Linked DNA regions of Hordeum vulgare: region 2 is linked to region 1. A link is a contact called in public Hi-C data. All regions are on one chromosome and are shown on one strand. The core of a region is the stretch at or near the end of the contact, and the rest is flanking DNA. Distances in the headings are between cores, read along the strand shown. Region 1 has its middle 490 kb from the start of LOC123410003. Region 2 holds the start of LOC123410003 (protein TOPLESS-RELATED PROTEIN 2).

Evidence for each region. Hi-C and Micro-C count contacts between places; a contact is called where the count stands out from the background.
Region 2: a Hi-C map of leaf shows a contact between it and region 1, with 2.4 times the contacts expected there. The contact joins the promoter of LOC123410003 here to the enhancer-like site in region 1. A contact is called at or near these places in 2 of 6 Hi-C or Micro-C datasets (leaf and seedling).

The regions. Positions count from the first base shown.
Region 1 is chr7H:334,338,287-334,344,698 of MorexV3_pseudomolecules_assembly, forward strand. No RefSeq gene overlaps it. Among protein-coding and RNA genes, the nearest start is that of LOC123410003, 490 kb to the right of the region's middle. Within about 2 kb of position 3,250, at least 3 of the 3 cell types and tissues checked have open chromatin away from gene starts, as enhancers often do. A contact at or near this core is called in leaf and seedling, where this site is marked.
Region 2 is chr7H:334,826,903-334,833,357 of MorexV3_pseudomolecules_assembly, forward strand. It overlaps LOC123410003 (protein TOPLESS-RELATED PROTEIN 2), which reads left to right and starts at 3,846. Exons shown (of 25, transcript XM_045102872.1): 1 at 3,846-4,470; 2 at 4,573-4,752; 3 at 4,842-4,955; 4 at 5,055-5,213. The coding sequence starts at 4,391.

The DNA.
Region 1 (6,412 bases), core at 2,000-4,499:
AAATAAAAAATTATCATTTTCACAATTTTAGTTGCGGGCAAGTTTTAGCAATTGTAGAAAGTCAAGCACACCCTACACATGCAAGTCTAAGAGTATAATAGTGTAAAGTAAAGACATGCATACGTAAATAGAGGGTAGGGATAGGAAGATCAACCGCAAAGATTGACATAGTGATTTTTGGCTTGGTTCCGATAGGTGGTGTGCTATTGTACGTCCACGTTGATGGAGACTTCAACCCACAAAGGGTAACGACCACGAGAGTCCACGGAGGTCTCAACCCATGAAGGGTCCATAGAGAAGCAACCTTGTCTATTCCATCATGGGTTATGTCCACAAAGGACTAGCTGCGCTCGGGGTAGATCTTCATGAAGTAGGCGATCTCCTTGCCCTTACAAACCTATTGGTTCAACTATACACAAATTCAGAGGCTCCCAAGGGACACATAACCAATCTAGGAGGCACCAATCTCCAAAAGTTAACAGATGTGGTAGTATGATGAAGTCCTTGCTCTCGTGCTTTCAAATATAGTCTCCTCAACACTCAATCACTCTCTCATGGATTTGGCTTGGGTGGAAGCAATTTATTGGGTGGAGAGAAACTTAGGGAGGCTAGAAATCAAGATCCATATAGTAGGATCGAAATATCTTGATCTCAACACATGAGTAGGTGGCTCTCTCTCTCAGAAAATGGATGGGGCAAGTGTTGGTTCATTCTGAATTATTCCTCTATGAATGAGAGGCAGGTTGAGTAATATATATAGGCATCTCAAAAAATCCAACTACTACAACATCAATGCCCAACTCGGTGAAACCAAAGTAAAAACCCGGTTGCACCAACTAGTGCAAAATGTGGCAACTTTACACTTTTCGCTGAGACTGATATATAAATCTCGGAGGGTCCAATTTTGGCAAGCCTAGGTAGTTACCAAACCCGGTAGCACCGATTTGCAAAACTTAGAGATTTTGATTTTAGCAAACGGCTATCCACAGAGTTGGTCGCTATTTTTTGGTTAGACTGACACCAAACTTGGTGGTACCTGGATGTTATTGTTTGGCATAGGATCTGTCTAGGGTAAAACTTGGTAGTGCGAAATATTAGTGGCACCAAAATTGACTTTGGGGTTTGGAAAAAATATTTGTGTGAGATTTTCACGAGTATTTTTGGTGGCTAATCTCTAAGCACTTGAGAAACTAGATCATCATAGACACCTCATCATGAATATTTGGGGTTTGGAAAGAATATGTGTTGAGTATTTCATGAATAGTATTGGCTTTCCTATGGACTCAAATGTGATTTCTCACAAAAAGTAAAATATAGAGTGTTGAAGCTTGTTTCCAATAGATGTTCCTTGCATCTAGGGAATCTCGTCAGAATCCTTAGCTAATTCATCATTGAAATTTTCCTGAAATACACTGGACAAAATGATTAGTCCAATGGCATATATGTTGTTATTAATGACCAAAGCCACCTAGGGAGAAGTTGTGCTTTCAGTGGGCTATGAGCCGACTGCACTATGTCTGCCCAAACGGACTTGTTGTGTATGTGATGGTGTGATTGTGACATCATGGAGTTTTGCTGCAGGGCAGTATTCAGCAGAGTCTGGATCTGCCGAATGCCTTCCCCAGCCGTAGAGTCAGACGGCCGAATAGAATTAGCAATACGAGTGGCTACAACCAAGTTCTCCAACGGTTGAGGCATCATAGGGATGTTACGTGGTTGGTCGTTCAAAAACAATCGCATGCGATTGCGGCTGGAGCTAGGATGCTCCATTGTCGCGTGATCGTTGAGTGACTACTGGAGTGGGTCGAGCCGCTCACACTCAGCCTAAGTGGCTTGGCGCATGGGCTCCAAGGCTATCTCCTCTAGGGTAGTCCCGGTGATGGGGGTGAGAAGGACTTGATTGTTCCTTCACCTAATCTCTTTCAATGCTCCCAAGATGAGGGGTTGGGGAATGTAGGCGTCGGTGTTGACGTTGTCGCGGCCGCCTTTATCTCACCGGCGGGAGCTACCCGCAGATACACAGGAGGCACCCTGGTTGTGTCGTCCATTAGTATTTCTGTAGCGTTTCCGGTGCTCCTCCACTAGGTATCGCCGAAAGACTCATCGGCCGAGGAGGGGAACAAGCTGAGGGTGGGCTCATTGGAGTCAAGCATGGCCACCTGTCCCATCGTGGCTTGAATAGCCACAGTGTTCTTGGGCCAGCGCTGAAGCCAAGAGCACCCGGAGCGCTTGCGACGGACTGCAACGGGATGAGGGGACCCGAATGGTATGGAACCGACGACTGCCTCAGAAGGACTCCATATGTCACCACCCTGAAATGTGTCGCGCCAGAGGTGGGTAGCGCTTCTTGTAGCCACGCCAAATCATCGGCGGTGAAGTCGAGGGAACCAAAGAGGATCTCTCTTTTGAGTGTCATCATGATGACCGGGAAAGGTTGAATCTCCACCTGTGTCGGAATTTTCTTGACGGACAGCCCCATGGTGGGCGCCAACTATGAGAGAATGAGTCTGACAATAGTAACAGATGTACGAATGAGAGGGCGGAGCATAGTGTAACATCCCAAGTGCAATACTTGTAGTAATTCAATGCGTGGACCTTCCATGTTATGCCTCATGAGGTTTGAGTTAATAAATTTGCTTCATGACATTCATTTGTGCATCATGGCATCATGTCATTCATTCCTATTGTTGCATCATGATATGTTGACTGAGTGTGTGATGTAGTGATTGAGTACATTGCATAAAAATGTGTTACTTCTTGTGTGGAAGACCATCCCTACAAATCTTTGGAAATACCCCATCTGTCTTTAATTCAAGTTATTGTTATATGGTGAACTTTTGCTTTGTCCAACACCTTATTAAAAATGTTGGTAAGACTTTCATCATTCTGGTTGTATTTTAGAAATAATTCTCAGGCTTGTTCTATTTTTATGCTATTTTTTAAACCTTGCAAAACAGATTTAAATGGTCCGAAGGGGCATTTAAATTTCTGTCTACAAAATTACCCAAACCAATTTAATGAAAAAGGTCATATTTTTGTGAGTGCAAAACATATTTTCTTTCATCCCTAGACGTCCGTCTCTTTTCTCTGGCATTTTTTGCTATCTCCTGTTTTTAATAAAAGAAAACCTTTTCTTTTCTCCTGAGAGAGAGAGAGCCAGCGCTCGTGGGCCTCTCCTCCCCTCTTGGCCAGCGCCCCAGCGCGCAGCAGCAAACCCCGCACGGCTCAGCCAGCTAGCACCAGCAGTAGCCCAACGAAGCCAGCGGCCCAGCCAGCTCCGGCTCACGCATCTTGTCCCTCCCACTATACGACAGCTCATCTAGAGAGAGACGTCGACCACCTCCCTGAATTAACGGCCGTCTGGCGTCCCTAGTCCCTATAAAACATGCCTAGACCTACCCCCATCCTCCCGCATTCCGTTCTTTCACTATCCTCTCATCGCCGCCGCCATGTAAGCCGCTCCAAGCTCTCATCGTCGCCGCGCCCTCGATGCTCCAACCGAGCGCAAGCTCGCGCTCGGGGTGACTTCTCCGCCGCGTTTTGAAGCCTCTGGTGCCGCGGGAAGGAGCCCTCGTAGCACCCTCTGCTTCCTCGATGTCCCGAGGAGCTCCAAGGCAGAGATCAGGCTCGACCCTGAGCCCATCTTCCTCTACTTCACAATCCAGGGAGCTCACCGCGCGCCGTCGTTAGATATATCAACTCCAGCCCGTCCCCAGCATCACCTGCATGTCTAGTGGACACTAGGTGAGCAGCAGCCATCCCGTGTTCCTTCACATCGTCCTGCGTTCCTCGTAGGTGCCTCTATGTTCGTTCCACTTCCGTGCTACCGATGCTCTACCAAGCTCATGTTTTGTGTGTGTTGTGTTAGTGTCGGCAATGCACCCGTGCCCTCCGCGTCGGATCTCTCAACCCCACGCACGCCAGGGCTTGTGCACTAGCGCGCGCCCTCACCTACGCTCGCCTAGCTTGCCTTACCTCGCCGCACAACGCCATGACCCAAGCGAAGCCGAAGCTCGATCTCGAACCCCTAGCTTAGATCCACCTCGCCGCCAGGCAAAGGCGGCAATGGGACTGCCATTTGTTCCGATGGCCCGATGTTGGTCGCCAGCTCCAGTGGTAGCCCGAATGCTCATCGGCGACACTGTCGTTCTCCCTGCCATAGGGAAGAAGAAGGCCGAGCGCGTGGTTTGGTAAAAAGGGTCGATCCCCTCTGTTACCAAGAGTCACGCCCTTGCCCATCTGGTCCGACAAAGCCCACCCGATCGGGAGGTCTTGGGTTCGAATTCCCTTTCACCCGTTTATTCATCCCTTTTTCTGATTTGTGATTTGTTAAGCCTATGACAATGGACCCTATAACCCACTCAGGGGCTCTGGTGTCACTTCTAGTTGGACCCCTGACTCCTCGTTGATTGTATTGATTTCCTTCCAAGCTTAAAGAGTGATGTAGCTCAACGACGGCAAGTACTTTCCTCGATTATGAAACCAAGGTATCAATCGAGTAGGAATATCCACAAGACTATGTAAGCAGCACGTGTACACAAATAACAAATCCTCGCAACCCAATGCATGTAGAGGTTGTCAAATGCTCGTGGTTGAAATAAAACGGTAAAATGATATATTGATAGATGCAAATAAAGTAATGGTAAATAAAACACAACAAGGTATTTTTGGTTTTTTGATAATATAGATCTGAAAGTAAAAGACAAAATAAACTACAAACACGAATAGCAAAATAGATCTTCCAAATATATGATGTAGAATAAACCAGGGGGTCGTAGGTTTCACTAGTGGCTTCTCTTGAGAAAATAGAAAATGATGGATAGACAAATTATTGTTGGGGAATTGATAGAAGAGCGAATAATTATGACGTTATTCAAGACAATGATCATGTATATAGGCATCACGTCCAAGACAACTAGACCGACTCCTTCCTGCATCTACTACTATTAGTCCACGCACCCACCGCTATCCAGCATGCATCCAGTGTATTAAGTTCATGGATAATTGGAGTAATGCTTTAAGAACGATGACATGATGTAGAAAAGATCTATTCAAGTAGGACTAGACCCCATCGTTCTATCCTTAATAGCAATGATGCATGCGTGTCATGTCTGTTTCTTTCACTGAGATTGAGCAGTGCAAGATCGAACCCATCACAAAGCACGTCTTCCCATTGTAAGATAAAAAGATTAAGTTGGACAAACAAAACCCAAATGTAGGAGAAGAAATACCTGGTTATAATAATCATAGATAGATATATCTTAATAGATCTAAACATAAAATCACAGTTCATCGGATCCCAACAAACAAACTGCAAAAGGAAGAGTTACAACAAATAGGTCTCTAAGAGACCATTGTATTGAGAAGCAAAACGAGAGAGAAAGCCATCTAACTACTTCCGACGTACCCATAGATCTGATATGAACTACTCACCTGTCATGGGAGTGGAACCAATGAGGATGATGAAACTCTCCGTGACCGTGTTTCCCTCCAGAACGGGCTCTAGATTGGATCTCGTGGCTTGTGGAACTTGCGGCGGATAAAAAAAAATTTGTCGGCTCTTCTAGGATTTCTGGAATATTTGAGTATTAAAAGAGCTCAGAGGCAATGATTTATGTCAGGACCCCGATCCTAAGCCATAGGAATCCAGCCTGTAACACATCGCATCTCTTTGTGGTCTCACGCACGGTTAACTCCACGGCTGCAGCCTTACCTTAGCCGGGACCGTTTGCGTCTTTTGACTCACGTATGCGATAGGTGTCGCTAGCAATCCAATGTCAAAGAACCCGGATCGACATGTCTAGTCATAAACCCAAGTGGCAGTTCCGCACAAGAACAGGCATACATGACCCAACGAAGCAGGTGTCGGTCATCAGCGAACGTAGACGAGTCGTAGCAAGCTACAAGGACTCCATTACGTCGCGTGACATTTCCCCAAAGAGGACAGACACAGCAGCTAAGAAGGACACATGCCGGTCAACCAATGTGTCCGGAGCAGTAGCGGACTACCAAGGCTCGTTGGATCACAAAGGGGCATTTCCTTGTAAGGAGTGCTACTAAAGTTAACGACTAGGTATTCGAACCCCATACATATCAAGTAAGACACACGTACGCATGGCATACCGATATGTATAGATACATCGATGGCATCACAACATAACCATAAACATACAACCTTTATTTAAGAGGCTCGGAAGAGCCACACATGTAATATTACCCATTAAGGGTCTCACGACCCATAATAGCAGTCATACAATACAAGCCAGCGGAAGAGTTATAAACTGTCTGGGTACAGACAGTGCAGCTAGAAGGCACATGGCCTGAGTATACTACAGAGCAGACGTAGGGCCAGATCGTAGCTGGGACACCAGCTACTCGTCGTCGTCGACGTCTACGAAGAACCCTCCATTAG
Region 2 (6,455 bases), core at 2,596-5,095, 490 kb after region 1:
CCCGTGCGAAGGGCCTACCTCGTACCTTTACTTTTTGACCTTGAAAGAGTCATGGTGATCTTCACCAATTCCTTGTTTCGCCTTTATCTTGGCTAACGTCATATGCTAGGGAAAGATCTATATTCATATGTCAACTTGGAGGTAAGCATTCATGAATTATCATTGTTGACATTACCCTTGAGGTAAATGGTTGGGAGGCAAAACTATAAGCCCCTATCTTTCTCTGTGTTCAGCTGAAACTTTGATCTCATGAGTACCACGTGAGTTGTAGCAATTGTAGAGAATGAAAAGATGATTGAGTATGTGGATTTGCTTTACAAGCTCTTATTTGACTCTTTCTGATGTTGTGATAAATTGCAATTGCTTCATTGACGAAAGGCTATCAGTTGTTACTCCTCGGTAAGGTTCTTGATCCATGCTTTACTTTGTGAAGGAATTGTCACTTTAGCATGAGATATTATATGTTGGTATTGCTGTTCTGATCATGATCATGATGCATGCATGTTCGTATCTTGTTTTGTCGACACCTCTCTCCCTAAACAGGTGGGCATATTTATTGAGCTCGGTTTTCGCTTGAGGACAAGCGAGGTCTAAGCTTGGGGGAGTTGATACGTCAATTTTGCATCATGCTTTTATGTTGATATTTATCACTTCTTGGGCTGTTATTTCACTTCATGGTACAATACTTATGCCTTTTCTCTCTTATTTTGCAAGGTTTACATGAAGAGGGAGAATACCGGCAGCTGGAATTCTGGCCTGAAAAAGGAGCAAGTTTGAGATGCCTATTCTGCGCAACTCCAAAAGCCGTGAAAATCAACGTGGATTTTTTGGGACTATATAAAAAATACTGGGCCGAAGAAGTGACAGAGGAGCGCAACCAGTGGGCCACAAGCCTGGTAGGCGCGGCCACCCCCCTGGCCGCGCCTAGGGGGCTTGTGGCTCCCTGCTGGCCCACTGGCCCCCTCTTTTGCTATATGAAGGGTTTCGTTCCGAAAAAATCAGGAGGAGGCTTTTTCGAGGATTCGCCGCCGCCACGAGGCGGAACTTGAGCAGAACCAATCTAGAGCTCCGGCATGACGATCCTGCCGGGGAAACTTCCCTCCTGGAGGGGGAAATCGTCGCCACCGTCATCACCAACACTCCTCTCATCGGAGGGGACTCATCACCATCAACATCTTCATCAGCACCATCTCATCTCCAAACCCTAGTTCATCTCTTGGTACTTGTAAGGTTGCTAGTAGTGTTAATTACTCTTTGTAGTTGATGCTAGTTGGATTACTTGGTGGAAGAGTTTATGTTCAGATCCTTGAAGCTACTCATTACCTCTCTGGTCATGAATATGATTATGCTTTACTTTTGTTCCTGAGGACATGGGATAAGTCATGCTAATAGTAGTCATGTGAATTTGGTATTCGTTCGATATTTTGATGTGTTGTATGTTGTTTTTCCTCTAGTGGTGTTATGTGAACGTTGACTACATAACACTTCATCATTATTTGGGCCTAGAGGAAGGCATTGGGAAGTAGTATGTAGATGATGGGTTGCTAGAGTGACAGAAGCTTAAACCCTAGTTTATGCGTTGCTTCGTAAGGGGCTGATTTGGATCCACTAGTTTAATGCTATGGTTAGACTTTTTCTTAATTCTTCTTTCGTAGTTGCGGATGCTTGCGAGAGGGGTTAATCATAAGTGGGATGCTTGTCCAAGTAAGGGCAGTACCCAAGCGCCGGTCCACCCACATATCAAACTATCAAAGTAACGAACGCGAATCATATGAACATGATGAAAACTAGGATGACAGAAATTCCCGTGTGTCCTCGGGAGCGTTTTTCCTCTTATAAGACTTTGTCCAGGCTTGTCCCTTGCTACAAAAGGGATTGGGCCACTTTGCTGCACCATTTCTACTTTTGTTACTTGTTGCTTGCTACGAATCATCTCACCACACAACTACTTGTTATCGATAATTTCAGTGCTTGCAGATTTTACCTTGCTGAAAACCACTTGTCAGATCCTTCTGCTTCTCGTTGGGTTCGACACTCTTACTTATCGAAAGGACTACGATAGACCCCCTATACTTGTGGGTCATCATGGAGCTGAATCCCCTGATGCTCAACCACCTGGCTCGCCAACGCTCTGTTCCTAAACTCATGCGAAGCAAAAACGACCAGAAAGTCTTCCGTGAAATACTTGTGAACCGAGAGTCGATGCCGAGGGATGCCTAGCTGAGCGGCAAGCGTCACCGTCGCATCCTCGCACGATACCGGCGGCCTCGCACCGCCCACATACGCAACCACCGCTAGCTGTAGAGACGCTCCAGATCATCCAAACCTGCCGACCTCTGTACAATGCACACCTCCGATGGGGCCGCCACCACCGGGAGGGAAGATGGCACGGGAAGGGGGATGGGCGCAACTGACGAGGGCGGCGCACAAAGTGCACTCTGCCTGGGCGCCAACAACCTCCGTTCCTTGCCGCGGTCCAGCCGAGGCGCCGACCTATCCCTGGAAGCCTTGGTGATGACCGCCTTGCGTAGTTCCTCCATCGAGATCGGGCTGCGCGGCCTCGTGGACTGCGAGGAGACATGCCCCGAGAGCCCGCATCAGATGCAGAGAGGATCATTGGTGCAGTCCTGGCGACGATGACCTTCCTCGAAACAACGGAAACAGAGCCCATGCAGGCCCGACGGGATCTGACGCCGCCCAGAGGAGGAAGACGACGCCGTACGGCCAGCCTCCTGCTCGCGGTGCAACGCCTTCCGGCCACGCCACATAGCTTTGCGAGACTGGCCCTTCCCCCTCCACGGGCCATCGGCCGTCGACAACTCCAACTCCTGCCTGACACCAGCGATCGACGAGGAGCGGGCAGACCCAAGTGAGCCGGACAGGCCGAGCCGAGACAACCGCTCACCATGGAACGGAGATGAGACGGACGGTGGGCTCCGCGAGCCAGACACCATGGGGTGGACGTCGCGTCCGTGCGGAGCGCGACGGAGATGTTGAACAATGATACTAAGGCTTTGTTCCTGGATCCTTTCATCATGGAGACTCTTGCAGTCCTTGAAGGTCTCAAGTTTGACAAGCTGAGAGGCTTCACACATGTGATCATGGAAACTGATTGTGTGGAGGTTGTTACACTCTGGAACACTCGCCACCATACTCGTTCGATTGTGGCGCCTATCTTAGATGAAATTGAAGAGCTAGTTAGGGATTTTATCCTGTTTGAGATTTAACATGTAACGAGGATAACAAACATTCCTACTCATCCCCGCGCTAAGCGTGCTTGCACTTTAAATGCGACGGAGTGTTGGTTTGATGATACTCGTAACTTCCTAGCGGCCAGCTTATTGACTGATTGTCCAAGAAATGCGTTTTAAGAATAAAACTCTCTGAATTGTCCGCAATTTTTTTAAAGTACAGTATAATTGTACTTCCTTCATTTCAAAATAAATGTCTCGATTTTATAGTAACTTTAATATAAAATTGTATTAAGCTTGAAACATTTTTTTTAGAGGAGTAAGTGTAAGGCCTGAAAAGATGGGCATCCTGTACCGGGTGCGGCTACCTCAAGGCTGCGTGGCTGGCCCCGTTCAAATTTCGAAACCGCGGATGCGTGAGAGGAAGAAATGAATGAGTACGAGGAAGGATGAGGTGGCAGCGAGCGAGAAATGGTTAACGGAAGTTTACCCCCTACCTGTGGCCGTGGGCCTCAGGATAGGAGTTAAGTACCCAGTTTGCCCCTGTCGCTCGTCCTCGTCAGTGGCTGCCAAGTAATAGAGCAGCGTGGTCGCGGGCTCTCATGTAAATCGGGTGGGGCTGTCTGGTTGGCTATATAAAGAGGGAGAAGGGGCGGAGTGGTTATAAAATGCGGCACCAAAAAACCAAAAGCAGACCAGGAAAATAAATACTCCCAAAGAGAGACTGGTTTTGGAGAGAGAAAGCGAAGCGGAGAGAGAGATAAGAAAAGGCAAACCCGTCCGTCGGCTAGAGCCAAGGCAAGGGGAGAAGAAGGAAGCAGCAGCAGACGACGGCGGCGGCCAAACCCTAACCTACGAGCTGCGCAGCCGAGGGAGCGTGCGCCGCCGGATTTCACCGCTCGGCGCCAGTAGCTGCAGATCCGCCGGAATCGTGGGAGATCCCGCCGAGATGGGTCCGCGTCGGCTGTGAGCTCGCTCCCGCCGTCCGTTTCGCCTCCGGGGTTTTCGTCCTGCTAGGGCTCTGCTCGTTGGGTGTTCGGTGCGTTTTCTTCGCCGGTGTGTGTGTGTGTGTGTGTGGGGGGGGTCGGTTGGGGCCCTCTGCGCTGCTTTCTACGGAGATTTGGGAGGGGATCTGCCGCGAAGGCGGGAGTCCTCCCTCGTCGTGAGCGCTGGAGACGCAGGGCGGGATCGGGGGAGCCATGTCGTCTCTCAGCAGGGAGCTGGTCTTTCTCATCCTGCAGTTCCTCGATGAGGAAAAGTTTAAGGAGACGGTGCACAAGTAAGTGTGTCGTCTCGTCCGGTTGATCAAGAGGAAGTTTTGGAGCTATCTGAGTTGTTGAAGCATGTTTTTTTTTAACCCACGCCCATTTTGGTCGCGCAGGTTGGAGCAGGAATCGGGCTTCTACTTCAACATGAAGCACTTCGAGGACCTGGTCCAGGGTGGGGAGTGGGACGAGGTAGAGAGGTACCTCAGCGGCTTCACCAAGGTGGAGGACAACCGCTACTCCATGAAGATATTCTTTGAGATCCGCAAGCAGAAGTACCTTGAAGCCCTCGACAGGTAACTCGTATTGAAGCCTCTCCTCTCCTGCTCATTTGCTTCAGGATCAACAGCGATTTGCAGGCGCTCAACTCGGTTGCCTTTTGCAGGCATGATCGGGCCAAGGCAGTGGAGATACTCGTCAAGGATTTGAAGGTGTTTGCCTCCTTCAACGAGGAGCTGTTCAAGGAGATAACGCAGCTGCTGACTCTGGATAATTTCAGGTGCGGTGCTAATGGTTCGTTTGGAGCATCTTCGTATAGCAGACAGAATGCATGTGCATTGCGCTAATGTGGATGTAATTGTGTCTAAATCACAAACAGGCAAAATGAGCAGCTGTCCAAATATGGGGATACAAAGTCAGCTCGGAATATCATGCTCATGGAGCTTAAGAAGCTTATCGAGGCAAACCCTCTGTTCCGAGACAAGCTTAATTTCCCTCCATTTAAAGCCTCAAGACTGCGCACGTTGATCAATCAAAGGTGTTTGATTAATTTTATTTATTGCATGCATTTAATTCCATGTTACTATTTTTTCTCCAGAGGGATGGGATCTGTTTGAACAATCTGTACTATTATTTCTTGAGCAAGTAAAATTTGACGTGAGTAAGATTCTGTGTAAATTTGTATATAGCATAGCAGGCCATCCCATGTTTTTCTTAATGGTACTTATAAGATTAGAAATGAGCTGTCACAAAGCTGCTATACTGGGAGGGTTCCCATTTCTTTTTCTGTTCTCTTCTGGCTGTGTTTCCATCTTTCCTTAAAATGATGGATGAGTAAAGACAAAGAGGTGTGCAGTCTTTATACGGAAACAAACTCGAAGTTTAGCACTTTCACGATGTATGAGGGGTATTTATGATTCTTGATTGTCAATGGTCATGCTCGAACCAATTAGTTCGGAAATTAAGAGGATGGCTGTGTAAAAGGGAAACAGATTTAGCATTGTCTAGTGCTTTACCAAATCCCGGTTGTACTTGTGAAGAGGGAGTTGTCCTGTCCATTTCATAAATGTTGTCAATACTTACTTTGGACATTTGATTGCTTGAACTTTAGGGCTTGACTATTCGTAAGTTGCCTGAATATTTATGGCATGCACATTTCTAAGCCTTTGGATCAACATCCAAACCCTCTTATCTCATGCCACTCCAGATACAACATACAACAACAAACAACAACAACAAAGCCTTTAGTCCCAAACAAGTTGGGGTAGGCTAGAGGTGAAACCCATAAGATCTCGCGGCCAACTCATGGTTCTGGCACATGGATAGCAAGCTTCCACGCACCCCTGTCCATAGCTAGTTCTTTGGTGATGCTCCAATCCTTTAGATCTCTCTTTACAGACTCTTCCCATGTCAAGTTCGGTCTACCCCGACCTCTCTTGACATTATCAGCATGCTACGCCCGCTATGCGCTGGGGCTTCTAGAAGCCTGCGCTGAATATGCCCAAACCATCTCAGACGATGTTGGACAAGCTTCTCTTCAATTGGCGCTACCCCAACTCTATCTCGTATATCATCAATCCAGATTCAGTCCTTCCTTGTGTGGCCACACATCCATCTCAACATGCGCATCTCCGCCACACCTAGCTGTTGCAGATGTCGCCTTTTAGTTGGCCAACACTCAGGCCATACAACTTGTGGGTCGAATTGCCGTCCTATAGAACTTGCCTTTTAGCTTTTGTGGCACCCTCTTGTCACAGAGAACGCCAGAAGCTTGGCGCCA